Linked DNA regions of Mus musculus: region 2 is linked to region 1. A link is a contact called in public promoter capture Hi-C data. All regions are on one chromosome and are shown on one strand. Each heading gives the region's core, a stretch centred on a gene start, on an enhancer-like site or on the middle of the called end of the contact. The rest is flanking DNA. Distances are from core to core; before and after follow the strand shown. Region 1 overlaps Vps8 (VPS8 CORVET complex subunit). Region 2 holds the start of Liph (lipase, member H).

What was found. Promoter capture Hi-C pulls out the DNA fragments that hold promoters and counts their contacts.
Region 2: a promoter capture Hi-C map of embryonic stem cells shows a contact between it and region 1, with 2.3 times the contacts expected there. The contact joins two enhancer-like sites. A contact is called at or near these places in 6 of 39 promoter capture datasets (the C10 cell line, the HPC-7 cell line, cranial neural crest and 3 more), 1 of 15 datasets of contacts at CTCF or cohesin (large pre-B cells) and 2 of 115 datasets of contacts at active chromatin or transcription factors (the SCID.adh cell line and large pre-B cells).

The regions. Positions count from the first base shown.
Region 1 is chr16:21,443,795-21,451,667 of GRCm38.p6, forward strand. Vps8 (VPS8 CORVET complex subunit) reads left to right here. Exons shown (of 47, transcript NM_001285893.1): 5 at 295-388; 6 at 3,461-3,493; 7 at 4,555-4,609. Among named protein-coding and RNA genes, the nearest start is that of Vps8, 25 kb to the left of the region's middle. Within about 2 kb of position 3,862, at least 12 of the 459 cell types and tissues checked have an H3K27ac peak or open chromatin away from gene starts, as enhancers often do.
Region 2 is chr16:21,994,848-22,002,720 of GRCm38.p6, forward strand. It overlaps Liph (lipase, member H), which reads right to left and starts at 695. Exons shown (of 10, transcript NM_001083894.1): 1 at 474-695. The coding sequence starts at 522. Within about 2 kb of position 5,279, at least 21 of the 459 cell types and tissues checked have an H3K27ac peak or open chromatin away from gene starts, as enhancers often do.

The DNA.
Region 1 (7,873 bases), core at 2,612-5,111:
CTCAGCAGCAGGAGGACTGCCTGATTCTGTCAGGTGGGCAGTGGGAGACCAATGTTAGTTCACTCTCTTTCTTGCCTGAGCCTCAAGGTGGGTCAGAGCACACCGGAATGCCGTTCTTTTAGGCTTTTATACATCTTTTAATATCAGTTAACAGTAATAACTACATAATGATTAATAATTAATCACAGCAACACAGTGTTCCTTTCTACTTTTTAAATGTATTTTCTTCTTTCAGAGCTGTGGGACCCTGCCTTTTCAGCCCTTCGATCTGTTAAATGTTTCTCTCTATCTTAGGAAGAAGAAGTTGCCGGACTCTTTCTCGCTGCATGGGTCGGTTATGCGACATTCACTTCTAAAGGGGATATCTGCACAGATCGTGTCCGCAGCCGTGAGTGTCCGTTCTTCCCACAGCCTGACCTGTGGGGGTGCAGTAGGATGAGCACTGACCAGGCTCTGCTCTTCTCCTGCCTCGAAGTTTAGGAAGAATACATACAGTGTTTGGCTTGTATGGCTTTTCTGATTACTTTTGACTTGTAAGACATGGCCATACATCTTGATAGAGGAATTAGTGTAGCCGTGAGAATAAAGGTTGCGAGCATTTCAGTGTGCCCAAGTGAAGCCCGGTGGCAAGCCGGGAAGACGCCGTCGATTGGGATCTCTTTTTTTTTTTTTTCCCCCAGAGCTGAGGACTGAACCCAGGGCCTTGTGCTTGCTAGGCAAACGCTCTACCACTGAGCTAAATCCCCAACCCCAGGATTGGGATCTCTTATAACCAAGTGCTGCTGTGAAGGGAGGTCGGGTGGGTGAGCGCCGTTGTACGATGGCTGCAGCGGCATGGTTGTGGCCTCCTCTGCAAATGCTTTAGAATACTGGGACAGTACATGGAAGTGGCTAGCAACACTGAGTCACTGGGCACTCTGCACGCTCCCCTCTGACCTCACAGCCCGAGCCTAAGTCCGTTTTCTGAGTTCAGCAGTCCTGTGCATGATATGGAAGGCAGTATAAAGAGATGAGGACAGCAGGGACTTCCATGTTGTTTGTGTTGTTTCCATGGAGTTTAGTTAATAGTTCATATATTTAAGTTGGAACAGGGTGAGACAGTAGGAGTCATGACGTGTGCTTGTGTTTTAGTTTTCAGTTCTGTCAGAGAACTCACTTCTGCAGGTAGTTCCCTTCTGATGTTCGTCCTGGGCAGCAGCGAGGGTGTCCTGAGCCCGCTGATGCACATAGCCTCAGACATGATGTTACATAGAGATAGTCACGTTGTGGAGACTGGGCAGTGCCCTTCCTCTGTTAGGCGGAGAGGAACTCATGCTTGCCAGAATGGAAACCACCTGTTGAGGATCATGTTTCCATGACATTTTCTGAATTTAATCCTTATGTAGGTGATGAAAGTCATTCCTTTCAAAAATCAAGACAAACCAGGGCAGTCATTTGACCCACCTGTGCAGTTTAAAAAATATTTTGAGTAGTGGAGACTGAGCTAGAACTCAGACACTGAGCGCTGATTAGTTAAGCCTGTTGTTTAGAAGGGGTTTCCCTGCGCCTTGAGGAGGAGGAGGCAGTTCTGATAAACCCCAGAGTGTCAGCACTCTGTTCTCTCCACATAGCTCTGGCTAGCTGCTTTGACAAGCTCACATAGCGCTGCTCTTCCTGCGCCTCCGGGCTTGCTTCTCTGACCTCGGATTAGCAGCTCTTGGTGAAGTTGCATGCTTTTCTGTGATGGCTGGCTTATTAACATGTAAAGCTGGTTCTCTGTGGGGTACTTTCCCTGGATGGTTGCTCAGTTGTGGCTTTAGCCCTGTGCAGCGATTCTATCAGGTGGAGTCCATGGATGAAAAACACTTTGGAAACATGATATTTTTGAGTCTTACTGTTTAGTTTTGGGACCCGTCTCAAAGTAATGTGACATATGACTATATTTAAAATACATTGGAATTACATTGTTAAGGAATATACCATTTTAAGGATGAACCTAAGTAAGGTACTATACATGCCTCAGCACAATGTTTTATTATTGTTTAAAAACATGCCCACTGTGCCAGACTCTCGTGGGGTGACTACTAAAATGCAGGTTTTTGGATCACCTTCTGACTCGAGCCATTAGTGGAAGAGCACTGGGACCTGCATTCTCAGTAATATCCCAGCAGGGTCAGGGTGGCTTTCAAGAAGCACTGCCCTAGGTGCTGCAGCACTGTCACTAATTGCATAATTTAATTATGAATTTTGTCCTTCCCTTCCTCTCCTCCATCTCCCCCTCCCTCACCCCCACTAGCTGTGCCTTAGCTCACTGCTCAGCCACCTTACCTGTGCCTTAGCTCAGTGCTCAGCCACCCCACCTCTGCTTTAGCTCACTGCCCTGCCAGGCCACTTGACTTTCCCATTTTTGTCTTTCCCATTCATCTCGATTTCGAGAGTGTTTTTATTTTTTAGTTAGCATAGAAGATTGAAGGTTTCCTTATGGCACTTTGATAACATTTACTTTTGGTCTACCCATCCATCCCCTACACCCTTCTCCTTTATTTTCCTGCTCCACCCCAGGAGAATTCCAATTTAGTGTTGAAATGATTCCCACATCTGTCCTTTATATCTTTTGAAGTCAGATGGCTTCTGCATTCAGTTGAATGTGGTTCATGCTTTTCATCTGAGCTCTCTCATCCCTGCTTTTCTCCATGCAGGACAGAATACAAATCGTGCATGAGATATTTATATCAGGCCGTGGGTCAGCTCTGGACGTTGGGTGAAGGTGCTGCCCCAGTGCAGTGTCACCCAAGCTGTGATGATTACCTCAGGCTATGTAAGCCTCAGATGGACACCTGTGTAGCGTTCTTTGCACCTAATACAGTCCACAGGACGCGTGTTAGGATTGATAGAGCAGGACTTGTTAGTTTTCTGAATGCATGGAGATTACTATCAGACAGCTGGTGGCTTTTGTGTTGTTGTGGTCACTGGGGAGGTGCTGACGTGGTACTTCATGTTTGGCCTCACCATGTCTGACAATGGACTCGTTGTTCCCCATGGATGGTGGGCTTCATTTCAATGGTGGAGTTAATCTGCTGGAGGGAAGCCTCCTCCTAAGACATGGGGTGCCTGCAGCACGTTCCCCTTTTCTGAAAATTTTGATTCTGCTCTTTTAGTCCTGTAGACTCTAGTCTGTTCACATTATGGGAAACAGGCCTCCTTCTTCTCTTTATTCACTTTATTTCTTTATTTTTTATTAGAAATACTGTATTTCTAATTAGTACCCAGAGTTTCTGTTACAGTTAGTTAAATACAACCGTCTGCTTTCCCACTTGTTGATTGCTGTCCATAGCTTTGGAATAGAGCTGACTGGAGGGGCAGGCCAAGGGCGCACTTCTCACCTAAGTTGTTCAGTCAGAGTGTGCACAAAGAGAGACTGCATGCTTACTTTCAATGCTGTTATCTTTTTCAAATTCTTCTTTTTTAAAATCTCATTTAGGACAAAGTAGATGCTGGCTTGCCTACAGCAATTGTAAGTATACCTTTTAACCCTTAAGGTAAGATTTTTAATTTCACTGAGCTCTCAGGTTTATTCTTAAACTATTCAGTGCTATTACAATAAATTCTTAAGCTATGTGGTTAGTAGTCGCGTTTAAAGCTTGGTCATGTTGGATTTTGGCTTCTCTACTTTATTGTTTAGCTCTTAGGTTTGCTTGAGAGCAGGTAATGTAGCAATAGACCTTTTCAGCATTAGCTCGCCTGTGAGCTGCGTCCCTTGTTCTGTAAGGACTGGACTAGCATGAGTGAGCTCACTCTGCAATTCACACTCCACAGCTATGGACCCCAGGGCCAGGCCTGCACAGAGTGTCAGGAGTGGCTGGGGCAAGCTAAAGGAGCCTCGGAAGTGCATTAAGGACCTGTCTTCTGGTTCTCTTCAGCTGCCTCCATGGCTTTCCCATTAGTCACCGCTGAAGAAGTGGGCTCAAGTGGAACATTCTGGTGTCCCTGGCCCGCTGGTGATAAACTGGAGAAAAGTCTTCTCATCCCCCACATTGCAAGAGGCCCTGTGTGGCAATATAAGCACCTCTTTAGTGGGCTGCCGGGGAGGGGTGGTTTTTCTTTTTTAATTTTAAAGTTGCTTTAACAGTGGTTCTCAACCTTCCCTGAGTGCAACCTCTTAATACAGTTGCTCATGTTGTGGTGACCCCCAGTCATAAACTTATTTTTGTTACTACTCCATAACTGTAATTTTGCTACTGTTATGAATTGTAACATAAATATCTGTGTTTTCTGATGGTCTTAGGGGACCCCTTTGAAAGGGTCATTTGACACCCCCCCCAAAGGAGTTGTGATTCATAGGTTGAGAACTGAAGATTTAAAGGCAGCCAAATGACTAGCTTATATATAATATTGAATATATGGTATTTTAATAACACTTCTCTTAAACTTAGATGAATTCTTAGAAGTGACCGTGCCCTAGGTGATTTCTCGCTTTGCTCCCTGGGTGTTGTGGCTTATTTCGGCGGCTGGCACATCAGCTGGAGCCTGGAGGAAAGCCGAGTCAGCACTGATTGCTCTCCCTTCCCTTTCCAGGCCGTGTCCAGTCTGATAGCGGTGGGAACGTCTCACGGACTGGCTTTAATATTTGGTAATTTTCTAACTACTTTCTTATTTTGAATATTAAGATTCCTTTTGGGTTTTATAATGTCCTTTAATTGCATTTTATACGGTAAACTTGATTTTCATGGATGCAACAGGGAAAACATGAAGAAGCATGAGTTGGTATTTTTAAGTTAGAAATGACTGCTGGTGGCTTCCTTCAGCTACACACTGCACGTCTCTCCTCCCTTATGAATATTGAGGTGTGTATGCCAGCACAGCTGCTGGCGTTCTCTGCACCTACGCAGAGGAATGATGTTGGAAAGAGCCTTGGCTTGTCAGCATGTCTCCCTCCGGCTGGTGGTGATAATAATTTTTTTATTCTAAGTCAGATTCCAGTCATGGGTGCTCAAAACAGTCTTCAGGGAAGTGGGTTCCCCAGGTTTCTGAGTCATTTCCATTGTAAATCTTTCTAAACTGAAAAAAAAATGTTACCCTGTAATTAGCTTGTTTTCTAAGTTAAGAGAGCACGGATAGCCCATTGCACAGTAGAAACTGTGGCATTCCATCATTTTCCTCTGAGCCTAATCAGTTTCATTAGTCCCTTGCCTTTGAATTCAGTATACAAGCAGACTGTTTTGATCTATTTAAACATTTAAAATCCATCAGATAATATGCTTGGCTCTTTGTGTGTGTGAGTGTTCTCCTCTGGGTCTCAAGATGTGTACTTCTTTTTTAAGTGGGAAAATAGCAAGAACTGCTCAGTAAGGGCTATGCAAGGGTGCTTTACTAACAGAGCCATAGTTTGATTTCTGTGGAGTCTTAGATTTTTACCATACATGCGAATAACTAGTTATTTTCCATTGTTACTGAACAATTTGACTTTCCATTTATAAATTTTCCATTATTCCAAAAGCTTTATTTAACATTTAATTGTAATACCTATTCTTTTCAAATGTGGTTGATTTAAATAATTGTTTTATTTCTTGAAAAGCAGAAGATTAGAAACCCAAGTGTAATTTCCTTGAGAGAATTTTAGAATTGAATCTTTAAATGGTAGCTCTTTCTTTATAATTGATATGTATCTATAGTAGAAAATGTACAAAAGTGTAGGTGTGCACAAGTTGGAAAATATAAAATGTCAAATTCTAATATCTAGGGGTAATCTATATAGCACTTCTGATAGCCATTCAGCCTTTATCCCATATATGTATATAGGTGTGTGCATACTCCCTAGTGAGACCATGATAATTAGAGCCTGCTTTCGTAACAGCAGTTCCTTCCCTGCATTTCTATATTTGCATCTTCTTTGTTCATTTGAGATGTCTCACTGTGTAGCTTAGGCTTGCCCAGAACTTGCTATATGGCCTGGACGGGCCACAGACTCAAGGTGGCCATCTTGCCTTAGCCTCCCAGTGTTGAGAGCACGGGCCTGGAACATTGTTTTAATGGACACACAACATCCTTTCAAATGGATTCATAGCTCAAGAAAGCCACTTAAGCTGTTTCTAAACAGTAGTGTCACGTGCAGCTGTGTTTCTGTACTTTTTGCATATGATCACTTTTAAAAAAGTTCCTGCAAGTGGTCTGGGACATGAGCATTAAAGATACTTCATGTTCTTGCCTTATTGCCTTCCAGAAAACTCTATGAGCATGGTCTCCGGTAGGTGGGAGGGCCTTGTTTCCTTCAGGGTTATAATTTATTAGATCATTAGACTCCGGGGTAGGCTCTCACGGTCTTGTTGCAGTGCTCTAACGTCAAGTGCAGGAAGTGATTGAGGCCAGGGCTAAGGGATGTGCACAGGATTATGATACTGCTTCCTAGATCCAGCGTTTTAAGCAGTTCTTTTTCCTGAAAGAAAAGAGGCAGAACTGTAAGAAATGAAAAAGGACTGAAGATGACGGCAGGCAGAGCATACTCGCGTGCTTATCTGCCAGGGGATGTATGTTGATGTTTTCCTTTCCCTTCAGTAGTGGTCAGTTTTCCTCAGCTCGGCACTAATCCAGAGGTCAGAAGAGTGCCTGCTTACCGTCTCCGGGCGGTGCTTATTGCAGACAAGTCTGCTAACACGAAAGAGTGCATGCTATGATGCTGTCTCTCATTGCCTTGCACCTGCCTGCTGTTTGTCTAAACTCCTCAGGGTTTCTTTCTGTAGATGTGGTGAAATTGTCTTTTCTTATGGCTTCACATGGAAGACAGTATGCCAGAGTGGACGGACGTTCTGTGGGAGAACAACAGTACTCTGGTTTTGCATTGAATTTTAACAGTACAGCTAATACATTTCACTGGTTGTTTGTAAGAGACAAATGTTTGGACATTGCTTTCAAACAGATGCATTCAAATATGCTAAAAAGCTCAGAAACAAATGGCAGACACTACAAAGTGTCTAGACTAGCCATCGGGCTTGGTTGCCGGGTGGTGTTGGCACATAGAGGCAGAGGCAGGCAGGTCTCTGAGTTGGAGACCAACACAGTCAGCAGAGCGAGTTCCAGGACAGCCAGGGCCACACAGAGAAACCCTGCCTTTGTTTATCACAGAAGAATCCTAACAGCAAGACTGACTTTGATCACCACTAGGGTCTCTGTGGAACAGGTCCGAGCCATGAAGACAGTGACCCCCATGTCTGAAAGGCCTGCGCAGTTACAGCGGGTGGCACTTGGTGTGTCTTGTGCATTTCTCACCTACGTAGGGCTTCCTCCTCCGTTTCCATTCGTCCCTGGTGTGCACTGGTGATGTGTCTGTGACTTGTTTTGTTTGTGTTTAACGGGATCATGCCTTTGCTTACCTGCTCTAATTTGAATGTTGCATGTTTTCTCTTTCCCCAGAGCCAATCCCTGATTGTTACCACAAACATTAGGAACACCTCTTAAGCAAAGTCAGTGTCTGCCACTCGTGCAGACACACAAAGCTCACCACTCACCTGCATTTCTCTCTGAACTTTTGAACTGATTTCTTGCCTTTTCTCCCTCTCTTTTGATCTTTTCTCCATGGATTCAAAAGGAAAAGGTATAGTAAATTTGGTATGCATGAACAGTTCCTTTTCTTTTGAGCTTTTTAATGTTGAAAGCAAGTATTGTCAATTACACTTAAGCCTTCTTAGAAAAGAAAAATAAATCGCTACTTAAAAATTGGTTAAAATAGGCATTGTGAAAAATTAAAAAATATATGCATATTTTAAATGCTTTATTTTAGCTAAAAATATGGGATTCCTTTAGGTAGCTGTCAGAATGTTCTGTTTCCTCTGGTCTTTTCAGTTCTGAGCCTTTTCTTGAAGCTTGTGCTGTCCAGTGGAGGTCTGCAGTAATGTTATTT
Region 2 (7,873 bases), core at 4,029-6,528, 550 kb after region 1:
AAGTATACAAATTTACCATTGCAAAAAAATATAAAACAAAAAAAGAGAAAATGAGTTCGAGGCCAGCCTGGTCTACAGAGTGAGTTCCAGGACAGCCAAGGCTACACAGAGAAACCCTGTCTCGAAAAAACAAAAAAAGAGGGAGAGAGAGAAAGAGAGAGAGAGAGAGAGAGAGAGAGAGAGAGAGAGACTTCTCTACGTAAACATCACAAAATAAATTTTTACAGTTTCAAAAAATAAGTTATTTAATTTTATGTAGGTCAGAAGACACAATTTAACTAAGAAAAAATTAATACTACCCTTAGCCTTTTCAAGTTAACTCAAGAGATAAGGGTTTGATCTATGGTTGAGAGGGAAAAAAAAAAATCACCATAAGGAAGCTCATTTTACCCATAGCTCCTGGCCTCAAATATGCTCACATAGAACTTTGACGTCCACTAATACTTCTTAAAGACATTGGCTAAATGACCTACCTGATTTCACCAAGCACATGAAACTGATGAAAAAACATAGCCTCAGCATAGGGAACCTCAAGAGATCATGTGCCCCAAACACGAGGACGTGTCGCACTCCGCACAGAGCCTGGCGTTCCCGCGTTCCCGCGTCCCACCCTGAAGTCTGGCTTTCTCGAAGCGAGTGAGTCCGTGACAACAGGAAGTCCCCGAGGGAGGCTCTGTGGCCCTGTTAGTCCTGTCAGGATCTTTGGCTCCTCCTCTTTGCAATAAAAGGTCTGGGACTTTCTGCTTGCACAATTGGTGCATATGTTAATGTGTCATTTGCATTTGAAGGATGCCGAGTAAAAGGTTTCCTTCTTCGTGGGCGGTTTCCTAGCTGTTTGGCTTGGTGTGTTGAAATCAACCTCATTTGGAATCCTTTTCCTTTATGAATGAATCCCGGATGACAAATCCGGGTCAGTATTCTCCTATCGCCACTATGTATACAAAGCCACGTTCATGTTAACTCCAAGGTCTCCACAGAGCTGTCTTTAGACTTTTATTAAAAACATTTCATTGAGTTCAGCTATACAGCCTAATTTACGAATCTCTCTATGCTTCAGAGTTGTACTTAGCTTGCTTACTTCTCATCCAGAGTCCTGGTCTCCCTCATAACTGAGTTTTTATTTTTGCATTTTATTTACTGAGTGTGGCAGGTGAGTGTGGGTTGCAGTCCCTGTCCTTCCGTTGCATAGTCTTGGGGTCAGGCCTGGGGACAAGCACCTTTACCCGCTGTGCAATCTCACCCATCCAGTTGTCGTCTTAAAGGGGAAGAACACATCTACATCTTTCCAACCTTTCTAAGGCCTACACTAGAAGTAACCAATCCTTCTGCTCTGTGAGGTTATTGTGGGTGAGGGTACTTTGGCAGTAAAGAGTGTACCTAGCCTAGATGGAAAGGCAGGTCACTAATGACAGGATACACTGCAAAGTGATGTAACCCTCTTTGTAGTGAAAATTCCCCTAATCATAAGTTTCTGGGTATTTGAAAACCTTAAAAATAGTAAGGACAAAACCTAACAACAAAAAAACCCCACATTTTCACTCAAACATCAGGCATAAGCCATTAGTCATTTAGCATTGTCGAGGTGCCTGTGTCAAGTGCTTCTTGACAGAGGTATGTGGCCTCAATAAATAAAACATTTATGTTCTGTGTGTCTCAACTTTCTCAATCATGAAATGAAGATAAGATCTCTTGACTCACGGGGTTATGCAGACTAAATGAGGTATGTGAGCTCAAGTCTTCAACACTATGCCTGCTGCCAAAGTAATTGCTCCTGCCTCTTGCTAACTCCAGGTACTATCTTCCAGGTCACACAGCTGACACTGTCCCCACCCCTCTGAAGACTTGCTATAGAACAGAGAAGGGGAGCCGGGCAGTGGTGGGAGGCCAGCCTGGTCTACAAAGTGAGTTCCAGGACAGCCAGGGCTATAGAGAGAAACCCGGTGTCTTGAAAAACCAAACCAAAACAAAACAAAGAAAACCTGAGAAGGGGGCTTCAGGAGGAACTTGAGGAATGAGGGCCTCCTAGACCTTTTGAGAACTGTAGTGGGCTTTGCTTTTCTGTCCTGTCGGGAAATGAATTAAGGAACTGTAAACAGGAAACCCAACTCAACCCGCTTTTCTGCTTTGCACTTGCTCTAAGCCTTGCTCCTTTGAAAACAAGGGCTCTGGAGGACAGAGAGTTGTTCTGTCTCTTTAATGAACCTGCCCTGGAATGTGCCGCTCCCTGCTGGGTCAGTGTACCCACCTGATAAGTATTTGTTGAGTTCCCATCAGTCTAAAGTGCTTATCTGGACCTAGCCAATGTACTTTAGGGGCGAAACTATCCGATCCTCAGTTACAGGAATAAGGGTCACTCTGCAGGGTGGTCTTCTAGATGTTATTAATGGTTAGAGCACAGAAGTTCCCCTAACCTCATGGCTGGGTGCTCAGTTTTCATTCCAGCATTAAATGCAGCAGAGAAGCAATGGAGGAATCCATTCTTTCTCCTTTAGAGGAGTAAGAAATATTGACAGTGTAATAACAAGTACCAACTGTGCAATAGGAAAACAAAACCCTCCAAAGGTGGGGGAGAAGAGGAGTGTAGATGTGAGTCAGCACAGGACTCTTATCTGTTTAGTGGGTGGAGATGGGATCCAGGACCTTGGGCTAAGCAGGTGCTCTACCACCAGGCTGCCTGCCTCCCCAGCCCTGCAAGGGATCCTTCAATGGAGGAATACTTCTGTACTTTAATTGGGTGGTATCCATACAAATCCATGCAGTGAGATTACAGAGAAACACACACAGAGACACACACGTGCACATGTGGTGCTGACAGAGTCTCTGGGTTGTACCAATGTCTACTATTTTCTGGTTTTGGTAGAATGTTACTACTTTCATAAGATGTTGCGCTGATGGGAAACTGGGTGTGTACACACAAGGACCTTCTACTGCTTTTGAAATGTCTTGCCAACCAATAATTATTTCAAAGTAAAATGTGTTTTTAAAACTTACAAAAATGGGTCAACTCTTACAGTCACTGAAAGAGCATTAATTTAAAGGAATTCTGAGGAAGCCCCCATCTTTTTCTCCACCAGCTGATCAAGAAGCTCTCAATTCCTATGGCCCTATTAAGGGATAATTCACAAATGTCACTATTGTCCTCAGCCCAGCCTTTTAGCATCACCATCTTTATTTAGTGTAGTTTTTTCATTCAGAGCCTCACCTGGTGTCGAACTTGCAGGCAATGAACTTCCTGTACTCCTGCCTCAGGCTCCCAATTGCTGGAACTCTCTCTATGTGTGAATCACCACAGCTGCCTCTCCAGCCTACAGTGTGCTGTGTGCTTACTTGTTCTGCTTCCTCTTCTCCCCACTCACCACAGACAGCAGGGTGGAAAGGGGCAGTCCAGCTTCTAGTGCATGGACTGGGAGGGCAGGTATGCGGGTGTGAAGGTACTGGGGAAAGGTAGTTTGATTATTCTCTATTTGACAGCCAGGAGAGGTGACCTGTGTCCCGGCCAAGTAGCCGTATGACTCACTGTAACACGCTCTTGCCAACCTGCTGTCTCTCACTTGGAATACAAGTTCAGAAAGATGAGTCAGTTTCCTCGACTCATCCAACAGAGAGGTTAGATTTATACTCCCCAAACTATGCCTTTCTTCCCTCTTGCCCTCCCTCCCTTCCTTTCTTCTTTTTTCTCCTCCTCTTCCCCACATTTCTTAACAAGCAGATGAACTGACTGAAACTCACAGTGGAAGAAGAGAACTCCTAAAAGTTGTCCTTTGACCTCCACATGCATGGGTGCAAATAATAATAATAATAGCAATAACAATGACAATAATAAAGTAATAATAAAATGCTTTAAAAGTATTTTTCTGGGCTTAGTGGGTAAGAGCACTTGTTCTGCAGACACGAGGGCCTGAGTTCAAGTCTCCAGTCCCCATGTTAAAAGTCAGATGTGCATAGAGTCACACACCTGTAAAACCAAAGTTGTGGACAGAGACAAATGAATAGGAAGAAAAGAGAGCAGACTTCTGAGCAAATAGGAAGAAAAGGTAGATGAATAGGATGAATAGGAAGAAAAGTAGCAGACTTCATGAGATACTTTGTCTTGAAGGAATAAGGCAAGGAGCATGTCCTCCTCTGACCCAGAGGACACTTGTGCCCACATACAACACAATCACACAATTACACACGCACACACACACACACACACACACACACACACACACACCGCAGGCCTCATAATATCAACCACAAAGAAAGCTAAACATTGTTTCTAGACATGATGGTTACAACAGGAGGACAATTTGAGGTCAGGACCACTCTGAATTCCCAGCCCAGACAACACAGGGAGTGAAGAATCTTACTTCGTTGGAGGTTGGGGGACTAATGGTTTTTCTCATGGCATCAAATTATATGTTTAGAAAGCATGGATTCCAGCCAGGCAGTGGTGGCACACATCTTTATTTCCAGAACTTGAGAGGCAGAGGCAAGCAGATCTCTGAGTTTGGGGCTAGCCTGATCTACATAGTGAGTTCCAGGACAACCAGGGCTACACTTAAAAACCCCTGTCTCAAACAAAACAAAACAAAACAAAACAAAACAAAACAAAACAAAACAACAATAACAACAACAACAAAAACAAAACCACACCAAACCAACCAAACAAACAAACAAACAAACAAACAGGAAAGCATGAGAGTGTAGTAATTAAAATTGGCTGAGTGTCATGGTGCATACCTTTAACCCCTGAGGCATGAGGATCCGGAGTTTGAAGTTAGCCAAGGCTATACAGAGAGACACAGCCTCAAAAACAAAACAAATACAAGGAAGCAGGGCATACCCTGGACTTGAATAGTCATGGAATGTTACACAGAAACCTAGGGATGTAAAATCAAACAAGGCAATAGCAAACTGCTTTGTCCTGTTAAAAGTTCTAAAACAAACACAATTTAATAAGGTCTGAGGAACAGCCAGCATCTGATGAATTCTCTTTTGGTACCATGGACTTTAGACTCATTTGGATCTTGAATTGTTATGTCAAAATTGAATGCAAGGAGTAAAGAAACCAAAATGGCTGCTCTGTGTATGGAAAAGGGGAAAGTTTATTCCAAACTGCCACAGCTATCTTCTCAGGAAAACAGAGAGAAGCAAGAGGGGCAAAATCTCCAGGGTTATAAGAAAAATGGGAACATGTTAGCTGGGGTGTGGAGGCTTTGAAGTGTATACAGGTTACTGTGGGTAACCTGGGGCTGAAAGAGCCTGGAGGCCAGCATGGAGATTGGTATGCTGAGAGGCACCACAGGCATGTGTTAGGAATGGTGGAGTCTTATGTCCCTTCTGCTGGAGATAGGGGAATGACTCCTTTAAGCTACTGAGAACCAGTTTCACAAGTTTCTGAGGAAGGCTGGTTTTTAATCCAGAAATACGACTATAGTCCAGGACTGCCTTTCAGAAATTGGAGGAATGGAGTTTCCTTTAGACCTAACAAATGTTTTTATTAGAGCCAGATTTATTTTAGTTTTGTAGCATCTAGAATTGTCATTCAACAATCTCCAAGGATACCTGAGGCGGGTGCAGTGCTGTCAATGTAAGAAGCAGCACTGTGGAAGAGCTCCACAGTGTGGAAGGTCAGCCCTGTCTGTGACCAACAACTAGGTCATCATTTGGAATGGTTAGGAGCCATCTGGGCTCACGCAGCCTTGGTCCACAGGATATTCTCTGAGAGAAAGCTTCTCTTCAGTGTCCTTGGTTTCAATGTTGTCTAGCCACCAAAGTGTGTACATGTATCTGTATGTGTGCGTGTCTCTCTCTGTCTCTCTCCTGTGTGAGTATGTGTGTATATCTCTCTCTGTCCCTGTCTCTGTCCCTGTCTCTGTCCCTGTGTCCCTGTCTTTGTTTCTCTTTGTGTTTCTCTCTCTCTCTCTCTCTCTCTCTCTCTGTGTGTGTGTATGTGTGTGTGTGTACACTCTTGATATAGAGTTGCTATGTAGCCCAGACTGACTTGGGAACCGAGTATTTTGTCTTAGGGTTCTGAGATCTGGAATCCCAAGCGTGCACTGCCATATCTACCTTCAGATCTATATTTTAAATCAAACCACTCTGAGAACATCTAAATTTCATGGAAAAGCCAACCACTTAATAACTTTTTTTTTATATTTTGTTATTGTGGTGTACATGAGCTTATGCCAATTTCATAATGATAACAGACACTGTTTTAGCAATGATTCCAGAACATATTCTACGTGCAGAATTATGATCTGGGTCTCTGTGTGACCTCTGGCATTTGTTTTGTGTGATTACCATGTGCTGAGCCTGGGTGAGGTCCTATATTAAGGTGATGATTTAGAACATGAGCACCCAAACACGCCAGGTCCCAGAGACATTCCCTGCCTGGATGGTGTCTCATGCCTGCAGGCTGGAGAGATGGTTCAGAGGATACGGGCACGTTTTGCCTTTCCAGAGGAGAGAGGTTCAAGCCCCAGTAGCCATCAGGTGGCTTTCAATCTATAACTGCAGTTCCATGGAATCTGACGCCCTCTCTTGGCCTCTGCTGGCACCTACATGCACATGCACAAACACAACACACAAGCAGACATAGAGAAATGCATATAATCTCAGAAGTAAAATAAACCTTAAAAATATGGGGGCTGAAGAGATGGCTCACTGGTTAGAAGCACTGACTGCTCTTTCAGAGGCCCCAGGTTTGGTTACCAGTGCTTATGTGGTGTTCACATAAGCTGAAAGTGCTCACAACCATCTATGACTCCAGATCCAGAGAACCCAATGCCCTCCTCTGGGTGCTGCAGGCACTGTATGCACAGAATGTACAGACATATGTGCAAACAAACTCCCACCCCCAGCTGCCCTGAGCAGCCTGCTATCCTGGCTAAACCCCCATTCTGCTACCTCTCAGCCCACTTTCATCAGACCTGCTGAGTCAGAACCATAAATCCCCATCAGAGGCCTGCCACACCTGGCCCCGCTCCCAGTACCTACTACAACAGTAACATTCAGGAACTAAAGCCATCCAGAAGGTTAAAGGCCCTCAAAAGAACACAATCAACAAAAGCTCGGGCAACATGACACCTCCAAAGCACAGCTCCCCGTAGCTGTCCAGCAGCCATGGATGAACTGTGTACCTGAAAGGGAGGCTAGAAATGAAAAAGGGTGGGCGGGCAAGAGAAGGATGAAGCCAAGACAAAGGTTTCTGATCAAGGCTCAAAGTTTAATATTCAGCTCTGCGTTTATATAGGGAAAACCCACAGACCCACCCTTTGTTTCAGCTGGATTATGCTGCAAAGCAAGCTCAGTGGGCAGTCTGCTCCTGTAGGAGATTGCAGATGCAACAAGGTGGAAGACTCCACCTATGTCAGCAGAAGACCAACTGTGGCAAACACGTAAGGTCTATTTACTCTGCTCAAGGCTGGGGGAAGGGCACAGCTACCCCAGTACAGCAAACCTTGGATATCCTAACACAAGCAAAGCACAAGAAAATGACCTTAAATCCAATCTTATAAAGATGATCGAGGCTTTTAAAGAGGAAATGAATAAATCCCTTAAGTAAATACAGGAAAATACAATCAAACAGGCTTTTAAAGAGGAACAAATAAATTCCTTAAAGACATAAAGGAAAATACAAACAAACAGGTGAAGGAAATAAATAAAACTATGCAAGACCTGAAAGTGGAAATAGAAGTGATAAAGAAAACACAAACTGGGGGAATTCTGGGGATGGGAAACCTAGGAAAGAGAACAGGAGCAGCAGATGCATCACCAACAGAAAACAGGAGATGGAAGAGAGACTCGGGGTGGTGCATGCCTCTAGTTCCAGCACTTGGGAGGCAGAGGCAGGTGGATTTCTGAGTTCGAGGCCAGCCTGGTCTATAGA